Linked DNA regions of Mus musculus: all the other regions are linked to region 1. Evidence: chromatin contacts called from public HiChIP or PLAC-seq, Micro-C and promoter capture Hi-C data. All regions are on one chromosome and are shown on one strand. The core of a region is the stretch at or near the end of the contact, and the rest is flanking DNA. Distances in the headings are between cores, read along the strand shown.

Region 1 (4,825 bases), core at 2,242-4,741:
ACGGACTTGGCTGCCATCTCCACACCTGGCTGCCCTCCACACTCAGACACTCTCACGGCAATACACCCATAGCACATGTCCCACACACCAGCTCCCTGACAATTTCTGTGACAGCTCCTACATCAGACAAACACAGGAAAAGGCAGGAAAGAAGAAACAGAATTCTTGGAGGTATTTTCCTGCAGGTCATAGATAGGACCAGCTGAGATGTTCCAGAAAGTGGGGACATTTGTCATGCAAGCATGGCAACCTGAGTTTGAACTCTGGAAAGCAGAAAGGTGAGTGTACAACAGGCACTATATAAAGTTCTTCGACTTCCCTAAGTGTTCCATGGCTCCAGCGTGCGCTCGAGCTCGCTCGCTCTCTCTCTCTCTCTCTCTCTCTCTCTCTCTCTCACACACACACACACACACACACACACACACACACACACACACAAAGTGATTTTAGTATTTTTTTAAAGAAAGGATATCTGCTCACTGATAATCTGGGGGACTCTTCCCATTTTGAGTCAGAAGAGCCTCAGTTCTTGCTAAGAGGGGACAAAGGAGGGAGACCTGCTGAACCAGCCACTAAAGCCTGCCCTTCACTCTCTGTGCTTTAAACAACTCTGGTGTGGTCACTGGCTCCACTCAGGAAGGCCGGTGAGAGATGCACAAATCATGGCCCCTGTGTCATGCTTATTTTATCCATTTGTCAGCTGCTGTGACGCAGTGAATTATGTGTAAGAATTCCAAAGTCATGCCCTACTGTGTTCTAGATTAGCACCTGGCACAAAGTAGGTGCTCAATAAGTATCTGTCGAACACATGACATATAGAAATGTAAATTTATTTGTTATGTTCCATTAAAAAAAATCTCTTGGGATACAGTGTCAGGATATCTCTAAGGTGATGAAAAAAAAGAAGATAAATTATACCACAGTATATTCAGCATGTAACTTCTAAGAAGTTGTATGCAATGTACTATAAAATTTGTGAGCAAAGCAATGTGTTAGAAATTTGAAAAAATTTGAATTTATTTGGAGATGTGAAAAATCTCTGCTAATGCTAACAATCACACCCTAGATATTCCTAGTTTAAAGAACAGATTTCTTTCCTACACTGGGCCTACTTGGATTACAGAGCATAACATATTAATCTTTCTGTCTCAACTTGTATAATCACCCCAGACACATTTTGAGTGTGTATGAACAACACTGCTCAGGGGGCACTCTGTCTTATTCAGTGTCACTGATGCTATGGAACTTAATTCAAATCCCGCTATATCCTGTTGCCACACAAAGCGGGCTTTTCAGCAGGCAGCAGTAATGAGTGTGGGCACAGTCCAGATTCCAACAAGCAGCTGTCAAAAACAATCACCTAAATGACCATTTGCTCAAGTCTCACACCGAGAGAGAGCCAGTCATACTTCAGGGTGGTCTAGGAAAGAAACATTCCCACATCTACTGCGGGGCAACGCTAACTGCTGTTTAACTTTTCTTGGTAAATATAATTACAAGCTTCCAGACACTTGAGAGCGGGCACGGAGATATTAAACAAAAACAACAACATCAACCACCTCTATCAAGTTCACTTGTTTACATATATTTTCTTCTGAACACTCCAAGAATTTCTGGTTATCCTGCTATCTTAAGAAACACTGCGCCTTTAATCCCAGCACTCAGGAGGCAGAGGCAGGCGGATTGCTGAGTTCGAGGCCAGCCTGGGCTACAAAGTGAGTTCCAGGACAGCCAGGGCTACACAGAGAAACCCTGTCTCGAAAAAACAGAAAACAGAAAAAAAAAAAAAAAAAAAAAACACTGGCGAAAAAGCAAACACTCTCCATTGCTTGCCACTCGCTGCCCTCAAAACTTCTTAGCAACATACACGGTGCATGAACCTCAACGCAGTTTGTTTTGTCCAATAGCGTGCTTAGAAGCTCAGCCAGACAGTTGTGTAATAATAAACCCTTTATCTTCTGAAGATACAAAAAAACGGAAAGATCGCTCGTTGCGGTAGCGCGGATGAGGACCTGGTGAAATTTTTCAGCTGAAAGTCACATTCATTTTAAATGCTACCCCTCTCTCTCCCCACAACACAAACACCTTCCCCGCCTTCCTCTTTTGTAATCTTAAGGGGGCGGAGGGTAAGTGCTTAGGATGTCCAGTTTAAGGAGGGCGAGGAGAAACACGGGGATGGGGGAGGGGCAAAAAGCTCGCGGAAACCAAGGTCTAGGTTGTTGCTGCACAGGCTCCCAACTCCTTCACAAGTGCCTGTGATGGAACCGACCAACAACTGTTCTCAGGTGAAAGGAGGTGTTGCAGGTTGCTGGCTAGTTTCCAGAAGCTTGAACAAGAGAAGGAAGACTCCTGCCTCCCCAGAGCAGAATAAAATATCAATGCCAGGCCGATCGGGGCTCCGACCTCGTCCAGCTCCCAAGTTCCCCACCCTGCCCAGAGAAGCGCTCCTTCCTTGCCTACCGGCACGCGGGACCACGCATCCGCCCGGCCTCTGAGCACCGACAGGCCGCCGGGCGCCGCTGAGCCGCTGAGCCGCTGAGCCGCAGTTCCGCGCGCTGCCCACCGCCGCCTGACACACCCCTCCCGGCCCGCGCCGCTGCGCTCGGCCTCCCCGGCGCCCCGGCGCCCCGCCGAGCCCGCTGCGCCCCCCACCGATCCCCGGCACCTCGCACGCACCTTCACCGCGCCTCGGGCGGGGCCCTTGGGAAGCGCACGGCCGGGTCCGAGGGGCACGAAGCGCTCCTCAGCGTCCTCGTCGTCCTCGTCGCCGTCCACCACCTCGACAACCACCTCTTCGTCCTCTTCCTCGTCGTCGTCCTCCTCCTCCGCGACCCCTCGGGGCTTCTCCGTTACCCGCCCGCGCGTCCTGCGCCTTCGGCCCGCGCCCTCCTCGTCCTCGTCCTCCTCGCCCAGCAGCAGCAGGACCGGCGACGAGGCGGCGGCAGCGCGCGAGGGGCCGGTCCCGCGCGGCGGCGGCAGCGGCGGCCTCCAGCTTCCCGGTGCGGCGGCCGGGCTGGGGCCGGGGGGCGGGAGCCCCAGAGCGGCGGCCTCGGGGGCGGGAGCGGGCGCAGCGCCCCCGCGGCGGCTGCCCAGGCTGGGGCGCTTGGCCAGGCGCCTGGCCTGCATGCCTGCGCCGGGCTTGCGGGCCGGAGCGCCGGGCTCCTCGCGGGCTGCGGCTGGGCCCGGAGACGCGCGGCTGCGGGGCTTGCGGGGCCGCCTCCCGGGCTGGCCGCCGCTGCTGGCTGGCAGACGCGCGGACGCCGCCTTCGCTGGCCGGGCCCGCGGGGACGCCGGCGGCTACGGCGGGGCGGCGCGCCGGCCGCGGGCGGGGGTGGGTGTGAGCGAGCGCGCTGCTCCCGCTGCCGCTACCTCCGCCTGCGCCTCCCGGGAGCCGCGGGCTGCGCTGCGCTCCATGCGGCCGGCGGCCGGGCCGGCGCGCGCCTCTCCGGGCCCTGCGCCCGCGCGCTCAGGGCCTACCGCGGTGTCCTGGGCGCGAGCTGTTTGTGTCGTGTCTTCACCGCCTCCCCCTCTTCCCCAGTCCTCGCTGCCTTCCTGGTCTCCGTTCAGACAAAACCCGGACTGGATTTTTTTCCCCAGACCCGCGCTCTCTGAAAATCTGCCGGCTTCCCAGCAGTTGGCTGGGACACTGAGGCCACCCTTGCCCCTGGGCCCATGTCTCCCTCTGGTGGGAAAAGCGTAGGTTTAGACGGCAGGAAGGTGTTTGCTTAAGAGATTTGCTCAAGAGTGGTTCTCAGATGGCGACCACTGGTGCTCAAGTGGAGTTCGACCAGGTGTGCCAACCCCAGGTTTGGGGTCAGTTCCCAGCCTGAGTCCTCAGTCATGGAGATTCCTGCAACATTTCCCTGGCCCTCTCTACCAGGTTCCTTTGAGCACCAGGTTGTAGGCCTTGCCTCATGTTCTCAGCTCTGTGCAGGTTTGGCCCTCCTATGTGTTTCTTCCAGTTTCCACCTGAGGTCCTTACCTGGTGATATGATATGGGCCGAATTCCAAAAGTGTTCTTTCTGCTCTTGGTTTGGTCTACTGGCACTGTCCCAGTCTAGAGAAAGCAACACACCAAGTGGTCAAGATTGTTATTTCAGCTTTTTATATATGTAAGCTAGCAGAAGGCCAGTTTGCCATGTTATGAATGACTGCTGCTTTCGGAGGGAGTAAACCAGACATTCTGCATCCAGATCATGCCCCTAAATTCTATAGGTTTTGGCTAGGGCTAGGAGGGCCTTATTCATCAACAATTGAGTAAAAGGGTGTCCACATGGCCCATTGTTCTTGGAGATTGAACATCACGTGGCTTGCTAGACATGTGATGGGGCTCATTAAATGTTTATTTGGGGTACCTTCCAACCGCTAAAGAGGGATGAGGACAAGGATTCTAAAATGAACTTTGTCCTCCCAGAAACTGATCACCCGTCCAGAAAATGCCTGTTTTAAGTAATCACATCCAAAAATAGTGGTGTGTTTTAAAGCCACCTTGTTCTCACTTCCTGTGAGGCACTGGCCCACAGGTCCTGTCCGTCCTTTCTGAAATGCCTTTCCGTCAGCCCTTCCTTTCGAGTCCCAAAGCTCTGCTAACACCTCCCCACAGTGAAATTGGAAGTGCGTACAGTCTGAAGAGGAGGTGTGCACACATGCAGGTGTGCACACATGCACTCCCTGCCCCACTTCAGATACCACCCCAGAATTTATCTCCCTCAAAGTGCATTCAAAACACACCGTTTCTAGTGAACTTTTCATCTGTAAATATCCTGTTCAGGAAATTAGAATGAGCAAACCTTGTTAACTGGAGCATTGTAATTTATGGGTGTGT
Region 2 (4,707 bases), core at 1,269-3,768, 580 kb before region 1:
TAAAGTCCAACTTGGTGAACCAATGAGTTTATTGGAGTTACTTACAGGATATATGTGTAAGAGCCATGTCTGCCATCCCAGGCAGGCCAGAGACCCTTCAAAGAGTACTGAGATATTTATGCAGTTTCCATAGAATAAATTCACTTTTGTAATATTTAAAATAGTTAATATAACACAGCCACATATAATAATATACAGGCCAAAATAGTTCTCATTAACTAGTCCCCATGTTTGAAAACATGAATTAGTATAAACTGGATGTTTGTGTCCTTTCAAGTTCTTGCGTTGAAGTCCTAACCCTTAGAATGATATACTTGCAGTCAGGCCTTGGGGAGGTAACTAGATCAGGAGACAAAGCCCTAGTGTCAGGATTGGTGTCCTTACGAGAGGAGATGAGCCAGTGGAGTGGAAGTCTGTGCTAGAGACTTGCAGGCGGCTCTGGTGGTTCAATACCCACAGAGAGGGGATGGGAGGGAAGGAAAAAGGCAGGGAAGGAGGGAGAGATTAAAGGGGGTGTCTTTCTCTCTAGCATGCTTAGTCACAGCAAGATTTAGACTTTAGCTTCATGATTAAGCCCCTCAGACCATGATATTCTGTTATCATAGTTCAATATGATGACTGGCATTCACACAATTGTCAGAAAGTATGATTTGTGTGGGCATTTTCTATTCCTAGGCAGAAATGAAAGACCTGGGCTTTTAAGAGAAAATAGCTGGCCATAAGTCTATCTCTATAATCTAGTGGTCTAGTGGTGATGACCCCAAGCTAATGGTTAATGTCTCCAACTGCAAGCTGAACCCGTTCCTTTGCCTCTCAGATGCCGCCGTCCTTTCTTAGCCCCAGGAAATGGGAATAGTAGTAATTCTCACTTGATGGCACTGCTGTGAGCATCGTGTGGATAAAGGACACATATCACTCCATGCAGGTGAGCAGATGACCAGACTTTCTCCTCCATCTCCTCCTCTTCTCTTCCCTGCTCTGACTTCTGTTTCCAGGGACAAGAAAGAACATGAACAGATCCAGGGTGTGATGTGAGACGGTGTTCACCAAGTGCCCATCAGATAAGGAGAGCAATGCAAGGATTACTTCTTGTCCCTTCTCAGGGGAATCCTGAAACTTGAACAATCACACCCTTGCTGGCTTTGTGGTACACATCTGTGGTCTCAGGATTGGCAGGCTGAGTTTGAGTCAGCCTGGGATATAGAGTGAGATACTCCCACACACACCACACACACACACACACACACACACACACTCCACATACCATACACACATACTCCTACACACACACACACCATACACACACACACACACACACCACATACATACACACATACTCCTACACACACATACACCATACACACATACCCCTACACACACACACACACCACATACATACACACATACTCCTACACACACACACACCATACACACATACCCCTACACACACACACACACACACACACACACACACACTCAGACTGATCAGGAGACATTTCAATTAAAAGTCAATTTGAAGGACCAAGCTGTACCTCAGTTGTAGAGTACTTGCCTGGCATGCATAAGACACTGGCTTCAATTCAGAGTACCACACACACAAAAGTAAATAACTCGGAGAACTACTTTGTGACGGTGATCTAATAACACATGCAAGGAGTTTCTCATTGTATTTGTCTGATTGATGCTCCAAACATGTCTGTTGTTCAAGATGGCAGCTCCCTAAAAGCCTGCCTGCAGGCACAGTGAGTGGGGGTTCTTTCAGGACGGCCGGCCCGTCATTCTTTAGTCTGCTGGGAGGACTAGGTCAACACTTCAATTTAAAAGCTCTCTCTCCTGACCACATGGCAACAGGCAGAGCAGCAAGCAAGGTTTTACGTTCTCTCCTGCAGGGTTTCAATTGTTGAAGTTCTGTTGTTTATCATTTACGTCCGTTTTTAAAAAATGCGTGAAATAGTTAGCAAATATTTCACTTCAGCTGTGAAGCAAGGCAGAGGAATGACATCACTCTGCCCGTCATTCACTGTCCCACTGGTGTAGAAAGTGCTTTACAAGCTGGTAAGTGCGCTTTCCGGTTGCTGGTGCAGAGTCAGATGAAGATAAATCTTCTCGAGGGAAGTTAGGGAAAGGCAGTGGGCCATTAGCTGATATTTCTGGAACACTATTCTCGTCTTCTCTAGAGGACTGAAAATGGGCACGGCAGTGCCGGCAGGATGCATGGGTGATTATCCAACATAAAACCTCCGTGGTATCCCTTCTCTGTCTATTGAGTCACAAGAAAACTAAACAAAAGGCATACCAGATTATACACACCTTAATTGTGTTACGAATACAACTTGCGGCATGATGATGTCTACAAACAGGAAATCACACTACAGTTAAAAGCAAGAGTGCAATTATTTTTCAAGCCATAAGCAGGGGCGGCTAAGCCGGGGAGCCACAGAGAGTATGGCAAGCTCCAAATCCAAGCAGACAAGACAATAATGGCTTCATTATATAAGCTGCACGACAGATGGATCTCTTTCTAAACACGTGGCCTTCTCCCACCCCACCCCAAGGCGATTATCCAATGTCACGCCCTTCTAAAGTGGTACTAAACAGAGACAACACTGACAGCCAGCAACAGCACTCTGACGTGCAGTGAGCTTTAGGGCTGATTTCTCTCCCTCAGCAGGAGTTTCAGCTTCCGGTTTCTGTGGTATCTTCACAGTTTCAGAGCACTGGGCCAAAGGGCACTTTGCAGTCAGTGTCTGCATATACCTTTCAGACTTGCCATCTGATCCTTCCAGAACAAAGTGTGGTGCTGAGCTTTGAGGTGTTCTATGAAGGTCAAAGGTCAACCAGCTAGCTCAGCACCAGACTGTGGAAGTCGGGGGGGGGGGGGGGGGGGGGGCAAGCAGGGCTCTTGCTTTAAGAAGTTTCTTACCTACTTCTGTTTCTCCTCCCTTCTTCTTCCACTCTGTCAGTCCTCTTCATATGCTTTGTCTGTCGACAACTGCATACAAGCATGCAATGTGTCGACAACTGCATACAAGCATGCAGTGTGTCAACAATTGCACACATGCATACATGGTATTTTGATGATACGTGGCCCACTCTGCACTCACTTTCTCTGAGCCTCTTCATCTCCCAGATAGTTCTTGTTGTGGGGGAGAAGGGGAGGTGGGGTTTAGTTAAGTTTGTTTATATATAAGTATGGGTTGTTATTTTTTAATTTATTCATTTTATGTGCATTGGCATTTTGCTTGCATATCTGCCCGAGGATGTCAGATCCCTTGCAACTGGACTTACAGGCAGTTGTGAGCCACCATTTGGTTCCGGGAATTAAACCCAGGTCCTCAGGAAGAGCAATCAGTGTTCTCAAGCCCTCTCTCCGGCACCCCTCCCCCACATACCCTTTGTTTTTGTAACTGGAGCATGGGCTCCCTCATTTTAGCTGATTCTCAGCAACTCTAGGAGCCAGAAACCAGCAGGAGAGATGTAGTGTGAAATATCAGTCCTAGATGGTTTAAACCTATCTCATTTTTGAGACTGGACCTTCCCTTGCTAGTACACTGTGGCGGGTGTTTCACTGTGTCGGTCTGTACTTCAACCACAGATGCTGTGTCTGCTGGTGCCAGGGGATTGGTCTCTTTTCTCTCCTGACCTTTCCCTTCTCCATGTCCTTTACTGTGGCCCCACAGTAGCTATACATGGAATTTCTATACCATGTACTTTCATGACCCCTCAGCCACGACCCTAGATGGAAATAGCATATTTAGCAAGAGAGAAATATGATAACCGTACTGTGTGAGAAAAGAATCTATTTTCAATAAAAGGAAAGAAAAAAAGAAAAAAGAAAACCCCCCTGGTGCCTGAACACATGTCGTAAGGAGTGAGTGAGGTGTTCTTGAAATGCATGGACCGAGCCAGGCGTGGTGGCGCATGCCTTTAATCCCAGCACTCAGGAGGCAGAGGCAGGCAGATTTCTGAGTTCAAGGCCAGCCTGGTCTACAGAGTGAGTTCCAGGACAGCCAGGGCTACACAGAGAAACCCTGTCTTGAAAAACCAAAAAAAAAAAAAGAGGGAGAAAAAAAAAAGACAAAAAGAAATGCATGGACCCACATGTCATGTCTTCATCAGTATCCTCTGTAAGATGCTTTAATAGCCCAGTACATGTAAGAGCAATTTGAAGCAGCTTCAATCAATACTGAGGTAATACATAGCATGTAATAATGGAGTACGCCATCAACCCCACTTCAAAAAGTCCTAGCAAAAGAAATCACTCGGTTGATTATCAGTCACAGCCTGGACTGCAATCCCGCAGGTCTTAATTCTAATACTTACGTTTTATATTTTTATAGTGTTCGTCATGAAAACTCTCCCAGGGATAATGGATTGGATCTGTGTTTACTTTTCTGTAGACTGGCATGATGCTAACTAACAAGGTACTAAATTTTTCTTGAATATGCTTAGCTACACATTAGATGGTAAATGTGACTCCCGGGGCTTGAAACAGTGTAGGACTAAATCCATAGCTAAGCTTATTTATCAAATGTTGTCAGCATAATCGATGCACTAACCATATTCCAGAGAAACACACCTGCTCGTGCAAACGGTGCTGTCTGCTTCTGCAGAGAGAGTGCATTGAGTGTGTCTCAGCAAAGCATAGAGGCTTCTGCCTGAGTCAAGCTCGAACTGAGTTCCAATTTGCAACACTCACAGCCTTTG
Region 3 (4,436 bases), core at 611-3,110, 620 kb before region 1:
GTTGGCGTTCAACCTTTTCTTCTCGTGGGTACGGGAGGCCATCGCCGCCCACTTGTACTCTGACACAGCAAAGGAGCCCTGCTTGAAGCCACAGTCAAACTGTAGAGGAACAGCTGCGAGTCACTTTCCAAGCCTCGAGTCTTCACTCTACAGAAATATATATAATTCTCTTACAGCCTAAGAGCAAACACAGAGCTCAACTCTCAACAACAGCAGTAGAAGGATTATTCTTTGTCTCTACAGACTAGATCTAAAACTTAAGAAAAACAGTGCAAGTGATATTTTTTAAGGCATGACAAAGAAAAATTCCAGGAAGTCTTTGTTTTAGACCCAGCTATTGCATAAGGCCAGATCAAACAGAAATGGAGTCACTGGCCTTAAGTGCCATGCAGTCAAACTGAAAAATTAAGGGGGCTGGGTGTCCAAACAGTGCCCATTGGAATGTCTGTTCCATTTTGTTTTTGGGAAATCAAAGTCAATTAGAGTTATGTTTGCTGCTATTTTGTCTTCTGAAAGGTGCACACACCAAATGATCTTTATATGATTTATCCATCCTTACGGAGTTAACGGCAAGTAAAAAGCATGGCACCTAGCATGATGTCAGACGCCAGACATGATGCCAGACGCCGGAAGTGACGGCAGACGCCGGAAGTGACATCCTTGTATCAGTACTTTGAGGTGATGCCAAGTCTCCAGGCAAGCAGCTTTCTGTATAAACAAGAACCCTGTGTCTCAGTTACTTCAAAGCAGAATGCTGCAACTCTGGGGTTTCTGGGGCACCTTCTGAAACATATCTGATTAGCATTAATAGTTTAAAGAAGGAAAAAACAAAATCTTCCCTGTCAACCTGACACACACAAATCTGGACGTATCTGGGAAGTAGGATTGTGAGTTGAGTTGTGGCTATCAAACTTGCCTATAGTCAAGTCTGTGGGTCATTTTCTTAGTGACTGATAGGGGAGATCTCCTAGGTAGGCGGGCTTGGGTGCATAGAGCATGCTGAGTGAGATGATAAACATCACTCCTCCCCCAGTCTCTGCTTCAGTTCCTGCTTCCAGGTTCCTGCCTCGACTTTCCTCAGTGATAAACGTGGAAATGTAAGATAAAATAAACTGTCAGGTGTGGAGGACCACATCTTTAATCCCAGCATTTAGGAGGCAGACACAGAATGTCTGGGAATTCAAGAACCAGCCTGGTCTATAGAATTCCAGGACAGCCAGGACTATGTAGCGACCCTGTCTCGAGAAAAAGGAAGAAAGGGGAGAAAGGGGAGAAAGGGGAGAAAGGGGAGAGAGAGAAAGAGAGAGAGAGTGAGAGAGAGAGAAAGGGAAGGAGGGGAAGGGGAAAGGAAAACCTTTTGTTAGAGAAGCAGGGAAGAGAACAGCCTACCGAAGTTGGATGCACCCTAACATAACTGACAAGGTCACGTGAGCAGAAATAAGCCACAGAAGCACCAAGGCAGGAATACAAACCTTTTATGAAAATAGCCGGGCTGGCAAGATGGCTTAGTGGTTAAGACTGCTCTTCCGAAGGTCCCGAGTTCAAATCCCAGCAACCACATGGTGGCTCACAACCATCCGTAACGAAATCTGATGCCCTCTCCTGGAGTGTCTAAAGACAGCTACAGTGTACTTACATATAATAAATAAATAAATAAATCTTTAAAAAAAAAAGAAAGAAAGAAAATAGCCTTCCTCAACACCATTCTTCAAAAGAATGTTCATCATACTGCAGACCTCAGAGGATGTCAGAGGGTGTCTTAGGAGACAAAAGGCAAGCACAAGCAGGTTCCAGGTTCCCTTTGAACGCAGGAAATCTGATCCTTGAAGGACGGCCAAACAAAGCACCCAGTGTTTCAGGGAAAGGCCTGTGATTAAGAACTTGAACATTGACCTGACAGGGTGTGTGCAGGAGAGGGAGAGAAATGTAGTGAGTGGAGAAAATGACTTTTATTAGCATGGTCTGAAGCTTCTGTTAGCACCTCTACCCCTTGCTGTACACGTACAGCCAACCCAAGAGTAGGAGAAGTGTTTAAGCATGCTGAGGTTTCAGTAAGACACTTAAGGCTGTGAGTTGAAGCAGGAAGGTCCCCCACCAGCTTCGTTTTAAATGCCTGCTCCCAGTCTGTGACTCTATTTTAAAGGGCTGTAGAAACCTTAGAAGGTGACCTTGCTGGCAGAAGTAGGCCATCTGGTTCCTGCCTCACTTCCTCCTCCTGATAGAGGAGCCTGCCTGCCCCTGTCCCTCGGCTCCCCTACAGGAAGGATCAAAATGCTCTGAAACTGTGAGCCTAAGTAAATAAACAAACTTTCTTCATGTAAGTTGACTCTGCCAAGCATTTTGGCCACAGTGGCAGAAAAGTAAACTGATATGCTTAATTAATTGATAAAATATGAAATTTTTAATTTTATTCACTTATATATAAACATAAGACTATATTGTAAATTACATATAAATATATAAATTTTATATATTGCATATAATAAAATACAATGTTATACATAAAATATATTGTATTAATTAATTCTAAAATTAATATTCTTGATTTATTTAAATAAATTTGCATAAATAAAGGTTTTAAAATATGATTTCCTATTAAATGCATTATTGCTATGCTTTCCTATCTGTTTCTATACAACAGATACAGATAACTCATGGTGAAAACGGAAAAGAGGTGAAGAGTAACTTCCTAGAAGCAAGCAGATCAGGAGTTCAAGTCCAGCCAGAGCTATATAATGAATCTGAGGCCAGATTTGACTCTATAAGACATCACCACCTCCACCACCACCGTAACCAGCACTAACACACAAAAAAATACATGAAATGCAACTGCTTTGATTTTCTAATGCCCACAAGGTCAGCCATCCTAACATGGAAGGTGAAAACTGCTCAATGGTAGAACCAGCAGCAAGTTTGCTGTCTCCCTAGGGAAAATCCTTCCTCAGCAGCTGGAGAGACGCACAGAGCCTCCTCTGCACTGGCCCATCCTTTTTGCCCTTTCCCCACTCCTAGGCCTCAGAACTTCTCTCTCCAAAACAGCACCAGCAAAATTTGCTCCACTGGTAACATTAATAGATAACTCAGAATGCCAAGGCCAGATCCCTTAAGATTCGGTTTCTGGACTGGGAGATGCCTGGGTCAGCAAAGGGCGTGCCCTGGCAGTCCGAGGATCTGAGTAAGACCCCCCCCCCCACTCTGATGTAAAAAGCTGGGTGGGCATGCTAGCGCATACATGCTAGCATACATGCTAGCGCATACATGCAACCCCATCTGTGGGAGGTGGAACCAGGCAGATCCCGAGACTCACTGGCCAACCAGCTCAGCCTGTTTGGTGAGCTCCAGGCCAGTGAAAGACATCCCCAAAACACCCAGATGGCCAGTGCAGAGGCAGCAAGAGCTCAGGCTGGCCTCTGCCTCCACGTGTGCACATACACACCTTGAACACATGAACACACATTGCTGTTTTTTAAGTAAACCAGTTTCATTTTGGCAACCCCATTTAGACAAAGGGTTCCGACATCAATAGCAGGTGATAAAATACTGCAGTCTTACTTTCTGATGTTGGAGAACTCCTTACACCCTGTAAACTTTAAACTCGGCCACCAGTAAACCGGAAAAGATCACGGGACAGAAACTAGGACTTTGAAAGCATTTGATAAAAGTTAGCATCATCAGCAAATAAAAATGCTTTCTGTTCTACACAGTACTGACTGAAAAGAATTAAAAACTTCAAATTCTCCAGACACTCCAGAGTCCAAGCTGTCCCCTGTGCACTGTCTGAGCCCCCTCCCACCACTGCACGCGCACAGCACTGCGCCCCCAGGGAAGCCTCCGGGGTATCCACCTATTCAGAACTCAAGAGCAGGTACTGACAGTTGTGGGAAGGGGGAATGGCTACATCTAAACACTGAAAGCAAACAGATACTGTTACTGCCGAAAGGAAAGTGTGTCTGAGTGGGCCAACATCTGGGAAAGGGGAACACAAGGATGAGAGCCTGGTGCCTCCAGGGAACCAGCAAGACTGGAGGGGATAACAGGGCGGACTGCAAGGCAGGGAGCATCCATGCTGGACATGACAATTCCACAGGGGCCCACAGCCTAGGAGGGACAGGGTTACAGTCACTGACTCACGGCTTCCGCAATCCCTTTAGGAAAGATAAATCTAAACTTCCTTATATAACGTCTAACAGTGGTTTTCCCTTAATCATGACACCTTTAAGTCAGGAAGAGAAAGGAGCCACAATGGTTCCTTGTTTCTCTACTGGCCCTGAGTGCGATATTTTTAAATTCCCAATCCTTTCAAAAGTTTTGTCTATATTTAGAAGCATCATATGTATATATGCAACAAATTTAGCCTTGAAATAACCAGGACATTAATAATAAATGAACAAAGTTAACAAAGCAGGTTTCTGGGAATGTTTTATTACTCCTACTGA
Region 4 (4,637 bases), core at 568-3,067, 600 kb after region 1:
CGGTCCCTTAAGCTGTGAACTTTGTTTGTTTAGCTTCCCTGTGGAGGGTGAACAACTTAGAACCTTAGTCACCCTGTCGGCATGTTACACAGAATCCTTCTGTCTCGGGTGCACTGACTCCTTCAACACAAATGCTTAAATAAAGGCTATGTCTTTGACAAAAGGTGACCCAAAGCTAGAACTAAGGATGAACTGAGAGACAACCACACCACAAGATAAATGATGCAGAGGGTACGACTTAGTTCTCTGTCTAAACAGTACCACAGTGAGGAAATGGTGTGTCTCTGCCTTGAATTGTCACTCTGCCACACAGCACAGCATTCTGTACAATCAATCAGCGCAGGAAAGGGACACAGCACTGGGAAATGATTGCAGAGAGACCGTGCCGGGGACAAATAACAGCTTCACTTGTGTCTTCATTTTTATCTGACTGCAGAAGCCAATACCTGCCTACTCTGCCTTAATTACGGTTGCCAGTTCCACTCAGGAAATATCTACTGCCTTTAATCATGGGTCTCTCACAACTTAAGTAGTGTCATTATAATTTAGATAGGAATGGTAGCAGTATGAAATGTTTCAAGTGGTCAAGAGCTAAAAGTGTCTCAAGCCCTGGTATTTCTGGCTCAGTGCATAGTAACTACCACACTGAACAGTAAACAGTCGATGGGCTAAGTCATGCTGAAATTCCCGATATTCTTCTTGTCTGCAAACAAGACAACAATATTGACAGACAACCAAAAGTTCCCACTGTATAACTGAGGGAAGGTTTGCAGGTTGAGGGGAGTCTGTCCTAACGGAGATACTCTGTAATATGGGGAGGTCAGGAGAGAGGGCTTCAAAGCAGACGCTTCCTGATGAAGTACATCGCTGGCTGGGCGATGGCCCCTCTATACGGATAGGCAAAGCTGTTTGGCCACACAGCAGCCTGTGGGCAGTGTTGACAGGACATAGACCGTTGTGAGCCCATATCGTGGGAAGGGCAAGTTCTATGTGTGCTTTGCATGCCCTGCTTTCCTTCTGAATTACTCACAAATCTATGACATCACATATCACTCTAAACCAACGAAGAAACCTTTAAGTCCTTGAAGGAAAGTATCTCCGGAAGCCAAGCTTTTGTCAACTGTAAAATAATCACACATTCTTAGGCCTTGACATTGAGACAGAAAAGAATTTGCTAAAATATATTTTCCAACATGATTTGTTTTCTAAGAGGGGCAATATCATGACTTCAGTTTTAAGTAAAAGTTGCCCCCATCCTTTAAAAAAAAAAACAAACGGAAGGAATATTTTTCTCTTTAAATTATTACAAATTTTTCATGTAAAAGGAGATGTTGAAAACAGGCAAGTAGCCAAATGAACCTCAGAATCGCAAGCTTGGCAAAGAAGGCCACATCTTGTCGTTCTACAGAGAGTAAAAGATTGTCCTGTAGACTCTTTCTTGCGGGTTCACCTGGAGGGATCACGAGCTTGAAGCTTTGAGAAAACTTCTAGGACAGACTTTTTCTTGTGGCTTCTACATACACCCTCCATGCGGGAAGCAGCATTTTCTCCCACCACAGCTCCATCCTGTCCCCCCGGGCTGCAAGGCAGCTGCAAGCCCTCTCCCCAGCCCGGGGGACCCCGACCCCCACAGCACTCACCCACTTCTTTCATGTAATCATCGAAGTTTTCACTGGAGACAAGCTTCCAGGTTCCCACAAAGGCATCACACATTTTGTAAACCTTCGAGGAGGAGCTGTCTTCCAGGTGAGAAAGGCTGCAGCACAGGAGGGTGCTATGAGCCTCTGAAGTCCAGATAGCTCACTTTTAAAGATGCCCTGACCATGTGACTGTAGGAGTGACCAATGGGGGCCAGATCATTTCCTTCATGACCAGACCCTGTATGTTTTCCTCTGAGTCATGTTTTTAATAGAAATTTCTCAACTTTGGTTCTCCCTGGCAATGATCACTGGACTTAGAGTACAAATTATTTTTAACCATGAACAGAGTATTTTAAAGGTTCCTGTTTTGACTGTCAAAAGCTAATGCATTGAACTTCCCCCCATTATTCCTTATGGATTTGCCTCATTGTGGAGGAGACAATTATCTTGGACACATTTGACCTTCTTATCTTGAGTTTTTATTTTATTAATACTGCAATAATGTGTTTAGTTCTTCTGAATTTGAGAACATAAAAACTATCTTAGAGATTCTTAGTCTTAATGGCTCTTTTGTTAGAATAGTGTTTATCTCAGGAATTTTAACAAAATAAATAATGACATTTTAAAGTAGCCTAGTTTTTTGATTTTTGGTTGTTTTGTTTCCTTGGTTTTTTTGGTGGGTTTTTTTGTTTTTGTTGTTGTTGTTTGGCTTTGTTTGGTTTGGGTTGGGTTTTGGTTTGGTTTGGTTTTTGAGACAGTCTCGCTGCACAGCTCTGGTAGTCCTGGAACTTACTACCTAGACCAGGCTGGTCTCTAACTCAAAGAAACCTAGCTGCCCCTGCCTCTGGATGCGGGCTACAGCGGCCTAGATTTATAATTTCAAATATTTAATACATACTTAAAATACATTCTGCTCATTGCTCAGGAATGTAGTGCACAGATTTAATTACATTAAAAGTTAAGCCTTATTCTTCCCATTCGTAAATAGCCATGTAGTACTCATTTTTACAGACCCTTCAAAAATGGGTCCCAATGCAAAATATGTCCCTCATTTCATTTTTGAAATATATTGTAAGTTTTAATTTCATGCAGACCTAAAGATTGTGGGTTTATGTGAATGATCAGAAGTAATGTGGTCATGAATTATCAAAACCTGTTTTCTTCTTTGACACAGTGACTCATCTGAGATAGCTTTTATAAAGTAATCCAGTTTCTCAGCCTCCCTGCCTCACAGCAGAATGATGGGAGATGTTCACATGTACACCAGTGCCTGCGAGCACACCCACATTTCAGGGTGTTAGAGAGAGATGGACTGCTGTACAGGGGCTCGCTGAGAAGTACCTGCTCCCAAGTCCCTACCAGCCCCCAAAGTCTGGGGAAACAGACTCTGAAACATGATATTTTCTGTAGGAAAATGGGCTACTGTAAAAGTTTGATAAATTTAACTCACAGTAACAACTTTTAATCGCATCTGCTAGTGTCAGGGGAACAACTTTCACCCACTATGGACTACTCTCAGACTCAGGCTTCCTACTGGATAAGACCCCCTGGATTGCAACTCAAATAAAATAAGCGATTTTAATGCAGGAATAATTTTGATAATGTTCTAAATTGTTTTATTTGGAAACGTATGCTGATCCCTAACTTAGACATGTTCTCAAGCGATTAGCCCGCTGTGCTGACTGCATGTGGATTATAGTGCTATGGGTTAGACGTGCTGTAGAGCCAGCCCATGTAAACTTCTGCACTTACACAACTACTTCTGCCTCCGACAGGTGGCTAATATAACAAGAAAGCTCAACTTTAATTAAATGTAAAAATAAAATGTGTGAAACAACTTGAATTCATCAATCTAAATTTTTTAACTATAATTTTTGTGAACTTTAAATAATGAACAAGTATTTCAAAAAAAAGAGTCTGACTCAAGATGACTGTTAGTGTACAGTATGTATCACAGTTGAAGTTAATATAAAATGCAATGCATCGTGAAAATTTCTTACATTGAATATATGTTGGAATAACCATAATTAAGGCAAGCCAAGTGAAATATTTTACTAAAACTAATTTGTTTTTATTTGCTTGTTTGTTTGTTTTTACTTTTCTAATGTGGTTGCTAGAATTTCACATGTGCTCTGTGCTCTGTGCTCTGTTTCTCTTGGAACTGGTAGCGCAGCACAGTGACACCAAGTCCACCCGTTTATTCACACATGCCTTAGGCACAGGCTGACCACTGGGGATCCACGGAGCAAGGAACATGTTTCCCACACTGGGAAAGACGGTGTACAGGGGACAGTTAGGGACCCACTGTCCAGAGCATCCGCACAATGTAAGCTGACATGACACCAGAAGGGCCTTCCAGAACAAAGGAATTGTCAGCTGAAGATAGATGACAACCGCCACAACACTGGGGAACCGAGGAACTACAAGATGGCTGGCTTAGTGCCATGTGCAGTTAATTTCACTCAACTATGGCCATGGGGGGTATCTGTAAATCAGGGCAAACGTGTGAGTTTGTTCCTAGTAAGCAAAGACCAACCGTCAGGCAGTAACTTTTAGCCAGATTCATTCACTATGAGATACAATCGGATATCCCATAAGATATACCAAGGGAATCTTAACAGACCAGGCTCCTGAGGGTCCTGTTAAAGCAAAGTAAAAACAAAAACAAACAAAGAAACACCACAGGAGGCTGAGCCAGGAGAATCCCCTAAGTTCGCTGCTCTCCTGAGCCACAGAGTGAGTCCAAGGCCATCCTAGCTAATTTAGCAATGAGTGTGTCTCCAAATTAAAAGTTACAAAAGAACCTGGGATGCCCAACAACAGCCACACAGACACAGCTGGCTGAGTACTTCCTCAGAGCCGTGGGGAAGGGTCTGCAATGGGAACAGCCTGAAAGCTGGAGGAGGGGAAGGGTCTGCAGTGGGAACAGCCTGAAAGCTGGAGGAGGGGAAGGGTCTGCAGTGGGAACAGCCTGAAAGCTGGAGGAGGGGAAGGGTC
Region 5 (4,638 bases), core at 763-3,262, 600 kb before region 1:
CTGAACCTCTGACCCCATAAGCCAACCCCAGTTAAATGTCGTCTTTATAGGAGTTCTCAGTCATGGTGTCTCCTCACAGCAATGAAAACCCTAAGACATTAGGCTGGCCTCATAATCTTCTGTTAGCAGCCACACAAGTAGCCAGGACTACAGACAGGAAACCACAGCATCCAGGTGGGTACTTCTATAAGCTGAACCATTAATGAATTTATAAGAAACAGTAGATTAGTTTCCCAAAACATTAACTGAAGCAAGCACAAGTATTGAAGAGAAGAGGAAAGAAGGTATAGATGTATGGTATGGCAATTTTAGCCTGCAGAAGACACTAGGTTTGTTCTCTGGCCCAGTCACTAAACAAATAAATAATGGGGGAAGGAAGGGAGGGAGGGAGGGAGGGAGAAGGGAAGGGAGGGAGGGAGGAAGGGGGAATGTGGTATTCTGCCCTATCATGCATACCTCCCTAAACTGACAGCCAGCAAAAATCACACCAAGTAGAAGACATTGGAAGCTTCCTGAAGTGGCAGCCCTGAGTCTGGGGTATGGACGGGGAAACAGGTAGTAACGCAGATGCTGGCTTTCTCTGCTTCTCTCCTTGACTCTGCATTAGAGCATCAGCTACTCCTTGACCACACTTCCAACCAAGAGTAGCCATCGAAAAGTTTATCCTGGGAAAGAGGCCAAAAGCCCTGACAATGTATGGAAGCCTGCCAAAGCAGGAGCTTTCATAATGCATGCCTGCAGAGGCTCATGGGTCTAGAGAAAGGGTACAGTGTGAACAGAGGCATCTGTTTGATAGTGAGGCCTCCTTCCCCACACACACTGCAGTTGTTTTCTAAAGCTAGGAGCCCGGGCTGTGGTCTTTCAGGAGACCTAGAGTTGCCAGATAAAATACAGGACACCTACTTCAATTTAAATTTCAAATACATAACAAGTGTGTTTGTTTGTTTTACTACTAGCTTATTCCCCCATAATATTGCAATATATTTTACTGAATTTTGTTTTCATTATTCACCCAAAATTCTTAGGCATCCTAAATATTTTTATTTGCTAAGTGTGCTGACCCCAGGGCAGTTCTGACTTGCTGGCTAATCAAGAGGCAGCTCAAAGCACAGTCTGGAAGTCATCATAATCCAGAAGACCAGCCTTCCCTGCATGGACGTGAAAATTCAAGGCGCTAAAGGGCTAAGAGGCCCAAGAAGTCAAGACTGACTTTGGAAAGAGATCAATTTAGTGTCGTGTATTAACACTGGATTGCTTAAGGCAATATTATAGCTATCTCTTATATCCTCACAGGTGTATAAAAGACGGTGGAGATGAAATGAAGAAGTTAGAAATGTACAGAAACAGGTATTGCCTGGGAAGAGTACTTAACAGTAATGGAGGTTTGACGTGCAATCCCTAAGGAGGAACGGGAAATGCTCTCACCGCATTGATCTGGGCTATGTTGATAAAAGCTATAGACCACTTAACTCCCCTTGTATGTTTTTAAGCCACTCTGCATTCTGGGCATTTATCAAGCTACGTTATGAGGGCTGGGAAGGAAGAAAACACAGAAGCAGCGCAGCCCCCTTTCTCCTGAGCATCTGCTGTTGCTGCTGTCAAGGGGTCTCATTTTTCCCATCTATCCTGAAGACAACCCAGAGCATAAATATCATCACTATCTTAGAATCATTGATAATATTGGTTTTTTGGTTTTGCTTTTGTTTTGTTTTTGTTTTTTTCAAGACAGGGTTTCTCTTTATAGCCCTGGCTGTCCTGGAACTCACTCTGTAGACCAGGCTGGCCTTGAACTCAGAAATCTGCCTGCTTCTGATTCCCGAGTGCTGGGATTAAAGGCATGCGCCACCACCACCACCACACACACACATACACACACACACACACACACCCGGCAAGCTCAGCTTTCCTAAGTATAAGTTCCAGTTGCCTGCAAATAGGCTAGGCTAGGACCACAAGAACAGGAGCAGTGCTGAATACCCAGCATGGCCACTGCTCGCTCAAAGGCAACGCTACAATACTGTTACTATGTAGCTGAATCAGCACTGGCCATCACTATCCTGGGCCTCTCACTGAAATGTCTCTGGTTCAATCTCCTCATCTCTAAAATCTGTGGTCATGCTTTACGATAAAACCACCACATACCAAAAGTATTTAAAATGTACTCTACTGACATAAAATTTATATACCATAAAATCCATTCTTTGGAGAGTTCACTGGTTTTAAGTTCTCTTCCCAACTTATATCCATGCTTACTCCTCCCCAAGGCTACTAAAGTTACAGTCAGGTGACAAGTCCACAAGGACAAAGAGTACACAAAGTTAAGTGATGCTAATTGATCTCCCAGGGCTGAGCACTGGGAAGCGGGCAGGGGAGGAGGCCATGCACATTCACAAACAAGCATCAGGAGTTGGTGGTACAAAAGAGAGTTCAAAAAAGAAAAGAAAACAAACAAAAAACAAGGATAAACCCAGGCGTGTAGTGCACACCTTAAATACTCAAGGGATCAGGATAGGAGCGGGAGAATCACAAGGTCAAGATTATCCAGGCCAGCCTAGGCTATCTGAGGCTCTGTCTCGAGAATGGGGAAAAAGCAAAAGGATGAGCTGAAGGGCTAACAGGAAGTGGGCAGTCCCTTCTTCCCCAAAAAGGCGGTAAGGAAGAGAGATGTGGGAGGCACACAGACAAAAGTAACAATTAGAAAAATAATAATTCACAAGGGAAAACAACTATACATATTGAAGGAAAAAAATGGACTTTTGAAGTTGTCACTGTTACATTCAAGATGAAAAACATTCTTTGGTTGGTGCATAACTCAGTGTGTGTGTGTCCCCTTGCACAGCAAAGATGCACAAAAATATGTGAATCCTGCCAGGCAGCAGCGCTGTACACCTTAATCCTATCACTAAAGAAGCAGTGGCCAGCCTTGTCTACAAAGTGAGTTCCAGGACAGCCAGAGCTCCAGAGCTACATAGAGAGACTCTGCCTCAAAAGTAAATAAATAAATAAAAACAAATGTATATATTGCATATATGTGTTGCATATAAATATGTTGAGTGCATGTGTGTGTGTGTGTGTGTGTGTGTGTCCTAATCTTCAGACCCTGTGACAGGAAAAACAACTTTATAAGGTAAAGCCAGAGATGCTGAAACAGGGAAACTAAGCTAAGGAATTTTGCCTAAATTATTTCGTAGGCCCAATCTAAAGAGCCAGGCATAGTGGTACATGCCAGGAGTCCCAGCTCTAGGCAAAAAGCAAATTAAAAACAACAACAACAACAAAAAACAAAACAAAACAAAGGAGTCCCCTCTGACTAGAAGCTGAGACATGCCACAAAGAAACACAGAGTGTAGAAAACATGAGAGGAAGTTGACCCTCTGTTATTATTTCAAGATGGATGAAGACAGCCATGAGCCAAGGACTGTAGAGATGAGCTAGAAGCTAGAAGAGTTCCTGACTGACATCCATCAGAAATCAACCTCTGCCAATGACCTTAACAAGCAAAGCACTGGGATTTCTCAAGAGTCTCCAGGAAGCACGCAGCCCTCCGAGGGCCTTGTTCTGTACATAGCAGAGCACTGATTGTCATAGTTATAAAGTGGCATATGATTCAACCTACTATACAAAGTAAATTTCCAAAAGGTGAGGCAGAAGATAGAACTGAAAAATAGAGAAGAAAATTACAAGACTGATCCAAGAGGCCAACCGTCCAAAAGGAATTTAAGGAAGAGAGATGGGACAGAATTTCCAGACTGAGAGCATTCGCTGAGAACCCAGAGCAAGGTGCACACTCAGAACAATGGAGACAAAGACCCCACAGTGTTAGAGATGAGGGAGAAGCCCCATGGACAGCAACATATGTCACTGGTGCTCTTGAGAAATGAAGATAAGGTGCTTATGAAGGAAGATAAAATATTGTAACTTGTGAGTTGTTTAGGAGCCCACTGCCCCGGCCTGGGACTGAGAACAAAGCAGAACAGCCCCCAGGCATGGTTGTTAAGGCATTCCTAAGAACATCTTGACTGTAAAGATAAAAAGGTATGCAAGGACCAGCAGGGCTATATTATCTAAGTCAACACCATCTGGCCGGAACCTCCCCTCTGTCTATTGCCCCTTGACACCGGGTAGTCATACATCAACTGGTTGCTATGTGAACAAAGATGAGCCCCCAGCCCACAGGAACAAAGTCCTGATGCCCTTTCTGTTAATGTTTGAATAAGCCAATAGTGTGTCGCTATGCTGAATTCCACGCCCCTAAGCCCCTTACCCCATAAAAACCCCTAGCTTTCAAGCCTCGTGGCCGACATTCATTATCTCCTGTGTGGGATGCATGTCAGTCCGGAGCTCCGTAATTAAACGTCCTCATGTAATTACATCAAGAGATGGTCCTTCGTGATTTTTTGGGTGCACACCAAATCGGGAATTGGGTGGGGGTTTCCCAACTAGATCTAACACTTATGAGTTCAAGGTCACCCTCAGCTATACAGAGTTCAAAACCAGCGTGGTGCACATGAGACCCAAAATAAAGCAGTGAGGAAGAATAAGACATACACATCTGTAATCCCAACTCTTAAGAAACTGAGGCCAAGCAGGCCTTGGGCACAAACTCCGAAGCCAGACCCACAACACCCAGAGACAGCT

The links. Promoter capture Hi-C pulls out the DNA fragments that hold promoters and counts their contacts. A called contact is a pair of places that touch in the nucleus more often than the background predicts. HiChIP or PLAC-seq counts read pairs in DNA pulled down with a chosen protein or histone mark.
Region 2: a promoter capture Hi-C map of the C10 cell line shows a contact between it and region 1, with 6 times the contacts expected there. The contact joins the enhancer-like site here to the promoter of Zfp704 in region 1. A contact is called at or near these places in 5 of 39 promoter capture datasets (the C10 cell line, cranial neural crest, embryonic stem cells and 2 more) and 1 of 115 datasets of contacts at active chromatin or transcription factors (stem cell-derived neural progenitor cells).
Region 3: a contact with region 1 is called in an H3K27ac HiChIP or PLAC-seq map of embryonic stem cells, with 2.1 times the contacts expected there. The contact joins the enhancer-like site here to the promoter of Zfp704 in region 1. A contact is called at or near these places in 6 of 39 promoter capture datasets (cranial neural crest, embryonic stem cells, liver and 2 more), 1 of 484 Hi-C or Micro-C datasets (cerebellar granule neurons), 7 of 115 datasets of contacts at active chromatin or transcription factors (embryonic stem cells, forebrain and stem cell-derived neural progenitor cells) and 1 of 9 other capture datasets (adipose tissue).
Region 4: a promoter capture Hi-C map of liver shows a contact between it and region 1, with 2.2 times the contacts expected there. The contact joins the promoter of Fabp4 here to the promoter of Zfp704 in region 1. A contact is called at or near these places in 5 of 39 promoter capture datasets (cranial neural crest, hippocampal neurons, liver and 1 more) and 1 of 9 other capture datasets (pancreatic islet).
Region 5: a contact with region 1 is called in a Micro-C map of embryonic stem cells, with 2.2 times the contacts expected there. The contact joins the enhancer-like site here to the promoter of Zfp704 in region 1. A contact is called at or near these places in 2 of 39 promoter capture datasets (embryonic stem cells and pre-B cells), 2 of 484 Hi-C or Micro-C datasets (both in embryonic stem cells), 4 of 115 datasets of contacts at active chromatin or transcription factors (craniofacial prominence, embryonic forebrain, embryonic stem cells and 1 more) and 1 of 9 other capture datasets (macrophages).

What each region holds. Positions count from the first base shown.
Region 1 is chr3:9,606,594-9,611,418 of GRCm38.p6, forward strand. It overlaps Zfp704 (zinc finger protein 704), which reads right to left and starts at 3,492. Exons shown (of 9, transcript NM_133218.2): 1 at 2,677-3,492. The coding sequence starts at 3,126.
Region 2 is chr3:9,032,028-9,036,734 of GRCm38.p6, forward strand. No RefSeq gene overlaps it. Among named protein-coding and RNA genes, the nearest start is that of Gm46832, 6.8 kb to the left of the region's middle. Within about 2 kb of position 2,519, at least 131 of the 459 cell types and tissues checked have an H3K27ac peak or open chromatin away from gene starts, as enhancers often do.
Region 3 is chr3:8,986,886-8,991,321 of GRCm38.p6, forward strand. It overlaps a transcript of Tpd52 not described here. Among named protein-coding and RNA genes, the nearest start is that of Tpd52, 25 kb to the left of the region's middle. Within about 2 kb of position 1,861, at least 59 of the 459 cell types and tissues checked have an H3K27ac peak or open chromatin away from gene starts, as enhancers often do. A contact at or near this core is called in embryonic stem cells, where this site is marked.
Region 4 is chr3:10,206,799-10,211,435 of GRCm38.p6, forward strand. Fabp4 (fatty acid binding protein 4, adipocyte) reads right to left here and starts at 1,818. Exons shown (of 4, transcript NM_024406.3): 1 at 1,641-1,818. The coding sequence starts at 1,713.
Region 5 is chr3:9,006,454-9,011,091 of GRCm38.p6, forward strand. No RefSeq gene overlaps it. Among named protein-coding and RNA genes, the nearest start is that of Gm46832, 19 kb to the right of the region's middle. Within about 2 kb of position 2,013, at least 14 of the 459 cell types and tissues checked have an H3K27ac peak or open chromatin away from gene starts, as enhancers often do. A contact at or near this core is called in embryonic stem cells, where this site is marked.